Linked DNA regions of Oryza sativa: region 2 is linked to region 1. The links are chromatin contacts, called in public ChIA-PET maps. All regions are on one chromosome and are shown on one strand. Each heading gives the region's core, a stretch centred on a gene start, on an enhancer-like site or on the middle of the called end of the contact. The rest is flanking DNA. Distances are from core to core; before and after follow the strand shown.

Region 1 (5,302 bases), core at 1,686-4,185:
GGCGATATCCCACTACTCTGACGATATGGCACAGTCACAGGACACTGTCCCGCCGCAGTTACACGTACCGATCTGCTCTACACGGAGTACTGATCTGCAGTCCAGCCGGACTGTGGGCGCGTTAAAGTAGGCCGAGTTTAGTTCCCAAACTTTAAAATCCAAAAACGTCACATCAATTTTTTTTATCCACACAAACTTTCAATTTTTACGTCCCATCGTTTCAATTTCAATCAAACTTCTATTTTTAGCGTGTAATTAAACACATCCGTAGTGTATAGAGAACACAGTACCCCGTTACAGGATCGGGATCTGTCCTGCAGTTCGTACTCTGTAGAGATTAGAGAACCTACTAGCATCACATGAGCAGAGCACTGGCTACACACACCAAATTTGTTCTGCACGCCAAGAAATCTATTGCCGGGCAGTGAATGAGACTTTCGCCGCACCGCACGCACCGCTCGTGTAGTCGTGTGTGACAGTGTGAGCACGGGTATCACACCAGCCGGCTATGCCGGCTATACGCAGTGCTGTATAGTGGACGTCACTGCGTCAACCATATTCGAGGCATTTAGCGGAGGGCGACGTCGAGACAGGTGGATGACCCAACATGACCAACACTCCAGCGCCTTCTACGCCGCACAAGACTTTGGAGTTGAATGGCGCTAATTGCTGCGAAGTGGAGCTCGGGACCTCTTCCAGTTTCTAGACAGGTCACAAGTACTCATGATATAGCGGTGGAATACTCCCGTGTACAGTTACTTGTGTGGCTTCCACTCGCAGGGGATCGAGCAAGAACTCCGTGAAGAGTTACTGTTAGCCAGCCGGGTGCCCGGGCAGCGGGCAGGCACCATGTGGACGCTACAGTACGTAACATGGTTACAGCGACCGGGTTTTTACTGAAGCTTTTCTTTTCCCTTCTTCTCTGTGACTGATTCGTCTGATAAAAGGCTACTACTTACTAGATTTTGTCTCAACAACGAACTTGCACTTGCAGTCTTGCACATGGCAAGATTCATGTTCAAGCAACAAAACTACAAACGTGTGTCGTTCGCACCAATGTTTCTGAGGAGATAAAACGCCGGAATGCAGCAGGAGGAGCGGAGAACGCGTGAGCGAGAGGGATAAACTCGCCACGAAACGTACGTACCGACGGTGTCGCCGAGATGGAACTTCTTGGAGGCGGCCCAGGCTGTGTAGTTGGGGCTGCCCATGATGGTCCACCCGGTCTTGTCGCCCACCTCGTACACGGCCGCCGCCGCCGTCGCCGTCCCCGCCCACATCACCACCAACGCCGCCGCCGCCGCCACCGCCACGGCCATGGCCGACGACACCCTGCTCGCCGCCGCACCACCACCCATGACCGAGAGCGAGAGGAGTAGAGAGCGAAGTGCAGGTTAGGACAGTGGCGAGAGTGGCACAAACCGGCCGGTTAAATAAAAGCTCCGCAACTTTTCGATCCCCTCGTGGGGTCGTGGTCGTGTCTCCTCCCGAAAATGCCCCCGCGCCGCGGCCAAGCTTTCCTTTCGGCGTGTGTCATCGCCACGGTGTGTCAGTCACCGCGCGAGCGACTCGTGGGTAAATTTCTCTCGCCTTTTATCATCGCGGCGCCGACTGCGTGTGGTGTGGCGGTGTGGGGGCGTCGGCTGTTTGTTGCCGCTTGCAAGCGTTGAATCGGTTGTGCGAATGCCGAGATTGCCCTCGGGCCTCGGTTGTGAACTTGTGATGTTGGCGCAGTATGGCCTGTAGCTGAGGCGTGATCCTTACTCCGTTGACAACGTACAGCATACGGGATCTCTCGCTCTTTGTTCCAGCAAAGATTTTTGTACTCTACTACCTCCGTCCCAAAATAAGTGCAGTTTTACACTATTCACGTTCAACGTTTGACCGTCCGTCTTATTTGAAAAATTTGTGAAAAAATTAAAAACATTTAGTCACACATAAAGTACTATTCATGTTTTATCATCTAATAGCAATAAAAATACTAATCATAAAAAAATTTCAAATAAGACGGACGGTCAAACGTTGAACATGAATAGTGCAAAACTGCACTTATTTTGGGACAGAGGGAGTACTACTTTGGTTTGTCGGATTGGATTTAGGCCCTCTTTGTTTAGGGTTATAAGCCAACTTATAAGTCGAAAAGTCTAAACCTAAACAAACAAGCAGCTTTTCCGTTTGGCTTTTTTAAAGCCATAAGCCACTCTAACACTATTAAGCCAAAAGTTAGGTTAGAGAAGTTTTTTTGGTTTATGTGAGGTAGATATATGACTCAACTACTAAACTTAGGACATTAAATCCACCGGCTTATAAATCATATAAGCCAATAAGCTGACTTAAAAGTCTAGGCCAATAAGCCTAAGCCTAAATAAAGAGGGCCTTAATGCTCGAGATATACTAATACTACTCCCTTTGTTTCATTTTAATTGACGCTTTGGACAATGACACGCTCTACAAGATATATCTTTAACCTTATTTTTCTATTATAATATATACAATAAATAAATGTATGTTTACTTTTATTATAGTGTTTTGAAAGACAAAATTATATATGTTTTTCTAGTTTCTTTATTTTTAAAGTTATTGGTGGTCAAAATTATAAAAGTTTAACCTCAACCTTATCCAAAACGTCAATTAATATAGAACTAGAGTGAGTACTGTCACTAGAGCTATATTTTTTTTCCTTTTCTTTATTCGAGAGTTTACTTTTTTTTTTTTTTGACCAGCGTCCAAACCAACTCACTCGAGTCTAACGAGTACGAGAGACCTGATCTGTGCGGTCGTGAATCCGTTTGAAACCGAGTCTGATGCTTGTCGGTGCTAAAACATTCGGCCCAACTTACTTGGGCTAACTTGAAACGGCCCATTATTGATCAGTTGGGCCCAAGCCCACGTGAGTCCCCGACAGCATAAACCCCTCTTCTCGTCCCTCTCCTCCCAACCTCGCTTCCTTATCCACACCAATCCGCCACTCCCCTCCGCGGCAACCCCCCCGCGCTCCGCCACAGAAGCCGACGCCGACGCCGCGCGCGTACATGCCGCCGCTCCACGCCGTCTCCCCCGCGGCGGCGGCCGCCCCGCCGCGCGCGCTCTCCTCCGCCGCGCGCGTCCCGCAGCGCCCAGGTAGGCCGCCCCCCTTCCTCACTCCTGCTGCTGCTCCGCGCGAGGCTTTGGCCTTGGAACCCACTGGAGGCCGCCGAGGCATATCGCCATCCTGGAAAATGCGTGACGCCTCGTTGGTTGCTGTGGTTTGGGTTGATCGTTTCGCTGCGGTCGTAACTCGTAACCGGCTTGATGCTTCCGTTGTTTCTCCGGTTCGCAGAATAAGGTGGTTTTTGTGGCTATGAACAACGGTGATTGTATCTGTAATAGTATAGCATCTAACATTACCGAACAATCTCGTTTTGGTAGTTGGATATGCCTTTGGTTCAGGATTTCATGGCCAGATTAAGTTTAACGATATCAGCAAGACGAAATGCTTCAAACTTGGTGGGGGTTTACAGTGTGTTCCCCCCAAAGCTGCTGGGGTTTATATTTTCACTTAGTAAATACTACTAAACATCAGAAAATAATTGCCACTCGTTAGCCCCTAATGATTTTGACGCATTCTTTAAAAGACTCGTTCTAATGGGGATTGTCTAGCATTCTTGTTGGCTGCCCAGAATCCAGACAACTTTGGTGGTGGGTGTTAAGGGCAATTGGGCACCCTGAGTGTCTGCCGGTGAATGAACCATCATTCTACCAATGGCTCTGCAGCAGTCGAATAAGAATTCGAGAGCATCTTCGGCGGGGCTTTGACACGGTAGTCACGCTCGTGGCATGGACAATTTGGAAAGAAAGAAATGGCCGGATATTCAATCAGCAACAAAGGACCTGGGTGGACATCGTGAAGGGAATGGCGGCAGAGGCCACGCTATGGCGTCAAGCAAACCAAGCCATCCCAGCTCTGATCTTTAGGAGGGAATTTTGTAGCCAAAACAGACCGCGAGACGTACACCTTTGATTTCCTGCTTGTATCCTGTCTCAGTCCCATGCTGCTTTGTATTTGACTGTAAATAACTTTTATTCCTCTTAATACAAAAATGCGCTCCTCGCGTATTCCTATATGCATGGTCTCACCAGAGGATGTTGTGCTTGACAGGTTGTGTTCCAGAACGCCCAAACATTTTAAGCTCCTCCACAAACTTCATGAGTCTCCGTGCTGGACCAATGCGCTTCTATAGCAGGCCTCTTATTCTTCAAAACTCGGACAAGAGGCAAGCTACTTTGGATTTAAATATTTATCCCACTGATCGACCCTCCACATTAAGCTTTAATAACTTGTGATTATCATGTTATCAGAGCAGTATTGAGGCATGCCACTATTGAAGAAATTGAGGCAGAAAAATCTGTCATTGAAGACCAAGCTGTAAGTGCAATGCATCTTCTCACTGAATGGGTATTTTGCCTTCCTTTTTTGTGCCTTGGGGGCTCACTAGCTGCAGATATGCATCTTCAGAGAGAAAGGATGGAAAAGGCAATTGAAACAGTCCAAAATAACTTCAATACTGTGAGGACAGGGCGGGCAAACCCAGCTATGCTTGACAGGATTGAGGTGTGAGGACTTAGCCTTGTTCCTTTTTCTGTTTGTAAGTAACTCTTGCATGATCACATCTTTTATCATTACACTCAATGCATACTTTATCATTCCATACACATGCTACTGTTGTGTGCTTTTCTTAACTGAACCTATGTCTGGGCTGGTATTTATTGTGGCTGGCTAATAACAAACACAAACAAGGAATGAAACTATTGCTCAAATACCATATGCAGACTGTTTGGATAATTTGATCGCCTTCTGTAACTAAAACTAGAGCAAAGGATTTTCTTTAGGACAGAAAATTGTGAAAATTGAACATCCTATTATGCCTTATGTGTGAGAATTTTGTTACAGGTTGAGTATTATGGAACTCCAGTGAACTTGAAGAGCATCGCACAGATAAACACTCCAGATGCAACTTCTCTCCTTATTCAGCCATATGACAAATCCTCGTAAGCTGTTTATTATTCCCACTTCAGTGTTGGTATTGAGTTTTCCATCAATAGTGTTGACACAATGACACTCATGCGGTGCAGCCTCAAGCTCATTGAGAAAACAATAGTTGCTGCAAATCTGGGGGTTACACCAAGCAATGATGGAGAAGTGATTCGAGTCACTGTTCCACCATTGACTTCTGACCGCAGAAAGGTAATGCTTTAGAATTTCATCTGTGTGAATTATGTGTGGTTACTTGGTAATTCTGGGTCCATAATTCCATATGGAAAA
Region 2 (5,302 bases), core at 1,464-3,963, 53 kb after region 1:
CCAATTGCAGCGTGAGTTTCTTTGGAGCAACCTCATCCGCTGGCATCCTCTGCACCATCTTATCATCCTCCAAATTGATCTCCAGCCCTCTCCGTGGCCTCTCTGCGTCTTTCTTTTCGGAATTTCCTCTCGCAGCCTAAAATCAAACCAAAACACAAATAAAATGGTCAATCAGTGTCCAAAAATCCAATGCTCTAGCAGGTGAACTAAAAAAAATTGGTGAAACTGAAGTTCACACCATGTCCATCTCAGAATCCAATCCCTTCTTATCCACATCAGGGTCGGAAGCACCATCTCTATCAGGAGACTTCCCAGGAGGAGGAGCCTGGAACCAAAAAAAATTAAAAACAAAAGAAGTCAGAAAAGGAGCAAAAAAAGATAAGAAAAGGGGAGAAAAAACCAAGCAACAATTGCGGCAAAAATTGTCGCTTTCAATCATTGCCCAACAAATTCCGCAAGACCAATTCAACCACACACACAAGGAAGCATATACCCACCATGAGATCAATGCAAAACTTTTCTTGCCGAGCTCCATCAGATGCCAGCTCACTGAAAAAAAAATATCGTTCACACAAATTGTGAATATACTAATCACTTAATCAGATCGGCACAATCCAAAAACAATAATGGTTATCGCAACACCGAATAATATAAAAATCCAGGAGGACCCACATCTTTGTCGCGGCGGTGGCCTCGCCGTTCCTAGCCTCGGAGACGACCGCCGCCGATTCACCATCCGGCTTGCCTGAGGGCTGCGCCGGCGGCGTCGGCTCTGCCCGGCTCTCCGGCCTGTGATCCCGGCGATCTGATTCGCCTGGCCGGAGCTCCGAATCTCGACTCCTATGGTCCTCCCTCTTCTCCTGCTCCCGCATAGCCTCGTGCTGCGCACCAGCGGTGGCGGTGGTGGTGCCACTGTCGGTAGCGGCCGACACCGACGCCTTTGCATCCGATCTTGATGCCGGAAGCGTCTCTGGCCTCGAGGACGGCTCAGCCAAGTCTGGCTTCGCCGGGCTCGCTGGCCGGACATCGTCGTCGTACTTGACGAGCCGTGGCCGCTTCCTCTTTGGCGCTGCAATAAGCAGGCAAAAGATGAGATGAGGCTCCCAGAAACCCAAAATTGGCAAAGAAGAAATCGTTGCAAGTAGGGAAGTGAAAGAGGCTCAAACCTATTGTAGCAACGGATGTCGAATCGGATGGCCGTGCAACCGAGGACGACGGGGCCGGCGAGGAGTTCCCGGACTTGGCCTCCGGGGCGTCCCTGACCTCCAGCTTGTGGTTGCTCTCCACTGGCTTGGAAGGACACGGGAACTGCCTCGTGAGGCCGAAGAGAACTTCGGCGACCTCGATCTCCTCCTGAATGAAAGACGGCGACTTCGAAATCTTCGGCGGGGGAGGCTGCGGTGGCGCTGTCGACGGAGCTGATGCCGGCGAAGGCCGCTGCTTGGGTGCTTGCCCTGAAGCGCCGCTGCTCCCACTGCCACCAAGATGTTTCTGTGAAGAGACGCGGCGAAAAACCAACAGAAAAAAATCAGCTAAAAACCGAGAGAAAAATCAGCAAGCCAAGGAGGCGAGGAGATGTGTGACACCTACCAGCTTCTTCCTTGCAGGTCCGGTGGTAGAGCCGGACGCTGGAGAGATCGGCCGTGAGGACGGCCGCTGGATCTGTGAGGTGTCTCCAGCGACGCTACCGCTGCCGCCGCCGCCGCTGCTTCCACCGCCGGGGACCGACCACTCGTGCGAACTCCTCTTTGTAGAAGCTGAAGAAAATCAAGGGGAGCGAGTTAGCCATATGGAGAAGAACGAAGAACACCGGAGATGCCAAAATTTCCGGTGGTTTCCAAGCGCATACCTGACCGAGCCTTCCTCGGAACCGGCACGCCGATCATTTCGTCGGCGGCCTTCCATACGATGGGGCTCTTCGGATTGGAGCCCCCTTTCCGCTGCATCTGCGGCTGGCCTCCATGGTGGTGATGGTTGTGGTAGCCTCCGCCGCCGCCGCCGCTGCTGCTACTGCTATGGTGATGGCCGCCGCCGCCGCTGGGCTGGGGCGGCGAGGGCGGTGGCGCGGTGCTCGGCGACCGCCGCTGCACCGGCGGGTACCGCGGCGCGGACGCGGCGAGCTCCTCGTCGGCGTCCTCGTCGTCGTCGCCGAGGCTCTCGTCGGAGGTGTCGTCGTCGTCGTCCCGGCCGCCGCCGCCGCCGCCGCCGTTGAGCATCAACCTCTCACCCCGCCGCCTCTCGGAGCGAGGCGAGTCCCTCGGCCCGCCGCTTCCGCTTCCCCCGCCGCCTCCGCCGCTGCTCCTCAGCCGCCGGCGCGGCGGCGGCGGCCCACCGCCGCCCCCACCACCGGACACCCCGGCCCTCCTGCTCCCCTCCCGGATCCGGTCCATCCTCAGATCTGAGACATGCGCCCCCCGATCTTCCTCCAAAATCCCCTCCTCTCCTCCCCGGATTCCTCCCCCAAACCTCACCACCAAACACCACAAGATCCAACCAAAATCAAAATCACTCCGCTAAGATTAGAGAGACCCTCTTCCTCTCGCTACAAATCCCCTCTCTCTCTCTCTAGGCTACTCCTACTACTCTGGCTCTCCTCTCCTCTCCTCTCCTCCTCAGCTATGGTGGTGGCCTCCTCTTCTTCTCGCCGCTGCTCTCTCGTCTTGTGGCCTCCTCCTCCCCCTCTCTGCCTTGGCCTTCCGTCTGGCTCGCTTTCTAGGCAACCCGCTCGCCTCATCCTCGTTTTGTCGCTTGCCACCCCCCCCCCCCCCCTCCATCCCCGCATCGGACGGCCCGGATACGCGCGCCCGGCGATCCCGCATCCGACGGCCACGGGCTCGCGTTGCGCCACCGTGGCGGGCACCGCCGCCCTCGGATCGGGGCAGGGAGGTGGGGCCCACACGCGGGGGGTCCGAGAGCGACGCTACCACCGAACCCCCGCGCAATAAAATCTCTCTTCCTTACGGCTCAAGCATGGGCCAGAAACCGACACGTGGCGGTTGCCCGCGGGCGGGAAAAATCTAAGCGTCGACCGGCAGTAGGAGGTGGGTGGTGGATGGGGAAAAAGGGTCCCCATTTAGCCCCCTAAAGAAAAATACTAAAATAATTCTGGTATATTTTAATAAAATCAGCACTAAAATAATATTATGCCTTATTTTATATGAATTTAATATTGGCTCGTTGTCCGCTTTTGGTGGGACCCACTTGTGGGGCCATGTAGATGGTCCTGATCTGGACAGTGGGGAGGGCGGGGGGGTTTACCGGGGCTGACGTGGCACGGCGTCGCACCGGTTGCTGCGCTTGTGTTAAAAGGGCGGAAAGTCTCCAGGCAAGCATTAACGGTGGGGCCCACGAACCGGACGTAGCCTCCCTCACCCCTCTTCGCTTTTTCTACTCGTGGGCGCCGACGTGGCAGTGCGATGACGTCACGTGGGCGCCCACTAGCCACCAACCTTCACAGCACTACTCTCACTCGCACTATTTCTGAAATACTAATGCTATTTATTAATTTATTATGCCGAATATAAAATTCGATAAAAATACTGTTTTAATTTCGAAAATTGGTCAATTTTAGGAGTATTCTAGTCAGCTCCGCCATCATTCATCAATCCAGCAAGGGGATCGAGAAGAAGCCATCACTTGCAACTAAAATATTCGATCTACTCACTAAATTAAGCAAAGAAACCTGAATACGGAGTACCAATAGAGTTAATCTTTGCTGCGGTATTCGGAATCCGAATGGGTACTTCTACCATTTTCTACTAGTGACGTACTTGGTTCGTGCAAGCTCTTATTTAAATGAAAAGAATCACGTGCGTCGTCACCAGTAGTTTTGGCTTAACACCGAGGGTTAATTCTTCATGCGTCTACGTGGACAGATTTAACCACAAATATAATAATTAGACATACTTCCTATATCTCATAAAATATAAATTTAGAACTAGATGTAACAAATTATAGTACAATAAATCTAAATATATATATGTCAGGATTCATAATAATAGGATATGTCACATTCAGTACTACATTGATTTTTCATGCGATGGAGGAAGTACGTACTATATTGGTTTTGATGGACGGAGTGAGTACTTCAGAAATTCCCCGGTCTTTTGGAGAATTGTGTTTTATTATGTGGATAGTAGAAAAAAAATCTACTAGCAATAGCATTAGCAGTTACTCCACTAATGACGCTAGTTAACCAGCCAGATTAGGTGTTAATCCCGCTCATTAACCATTTTAACCCCCGGCTGGTGGTGGACGCTTCACGCGGGGCAACACGTGGTCTCGGTCCACCATAGGCTGTCGTGCACCACCGGAGGGGGAAAAAGGCGGAGGAGGATGTGGTGGGGCCCACGCGGCAGGATAAGCCATGATATTTTTTTCAATTTTCTTTTTCTCTTTTTTCCCCGCGCGGGAGGAGAGAGACGTGAAGGAGAGAAAAAAAAAGGAAAAGAAAAGGCGAGTGGCGCACAGACCCGCGTGTACTTTTCCCTGTTCGCCAGCCAGTGACACGTGGGCCCAACGTACGGCGGGGCCCGGTCGGCGATTTATTTTCATTTATTTATTATATTAATTATATGTTTTTCCACGGGGGAGACGGGGGGTGGGGGTGTCTGGTTCGTTCGGGAGTGGGAAAAGCGTGTGGTGGAGTGGTAGGGGGGGGACCACATGCAACTCACGTGAGCCCCGGATGTTGACAAGGAGGCACGTGGTTGTAGGCCTCGCGACCCCTCTCACATGGGATTGTCTGCGCTCAGCCGGGGGTAAAAAACTGCACCCATCTTTGATTATTTACCGTTTATGGTTTTTTTAACAAGCGTGTAAATTATGGCATTTTAAGATTTTTATTAAAATGTTTTAAATTAGTACTATATGGTAGTACAGTGAACACTCCGCATGTGGTGGGGAATGAGTGAGCAGGAAAAATGGAATGGCCACTGCCAAATTATGGCCATTGGATTCATCACAGTTGACTGCTAGAATGGCAAATACTGCCTACTACTCCTACATCAAGGCATGGATGAACATACATTGAATTTTACAAGTGTTTGATTGATGCCAATCTTGCAACCGTATCAGCACTGCATCCTCTTTTTTATTCCGAATTATCAACAACGGGTCGTTGCTTTACATTTTACAACTGGTGCACCGCCCTTCTTTTTTAAAAAATAAATGCATGTAGAATTTGAGACACTGTCAGTGCAAAAGTAAGACACCCAAGGAGAACCACACCAGGTAAAAAGGTAGAAAATCCACTTGTGAGAACAAAAAAAAAAACAATTTTAACTCCAAAATACTCCTACCT

What was found. ChIA-PET counts read pairs in DNA pulled down with a chosen protein or histone mark.
Region 2: a contact with region 1 is called in an H3K4me3 ChIA-PET map of leaf, with 5 times the contacts expected there. The contact joins the promoter of LOC4343665 here to the promoter of LOC4343662 in region 1. A contact is called at or near these places in 11 of 15 Hi-C or Micro-C datasets (leaf, leaf mesophyll, panicle and 1 more) and 4 of 4 datasets of contacts at active chromatin or transcription factors (leaf and seedling).

The regions. Positions count from the first base shown.
Region 1 is chr7:23,229,874-23,235,175 of ASM3414082v1, forward strand. It overlaps LOC4343662 (ribosome-recycling factor, chloroplastic), which reads left to right and starts at 2,936. Exons shown (of 11, transcript NM_001422220.1): 1 at 2,936-3,120; 2 at 4,139-4,253; 3 at 4,339-4,405; 4 at 4,496-4,591; 5 at 4,931-5,028; 6 at 5,113-5,224. The coding sequence starts at 3,033. It overlaps LOC4343661 (mavicyanin), which reads right to left and starts at 1,404. Exons shown (of 2, transcript XM_015789555.3): 1 at 1,148-1,404. The coding sequence starts at 1,358.
Region 2 is chr7:23,283,166-23,288,467 of ASM3414082v1, forward strand. It overlaps LOC4343665 (protein TIME FOR COFFEE), which reads right to left and starts at 2,714. Exons shown (of 13, transcript XM_015791132.3): 1 at 1,850-2,714; 2 at 1,591-1,757; 3 at 1,167-1,491; 4 at 673-1,069; 5 at 498-549; 6 at 239-325; 7 at 1-136. The coding sequence starts at 2,390.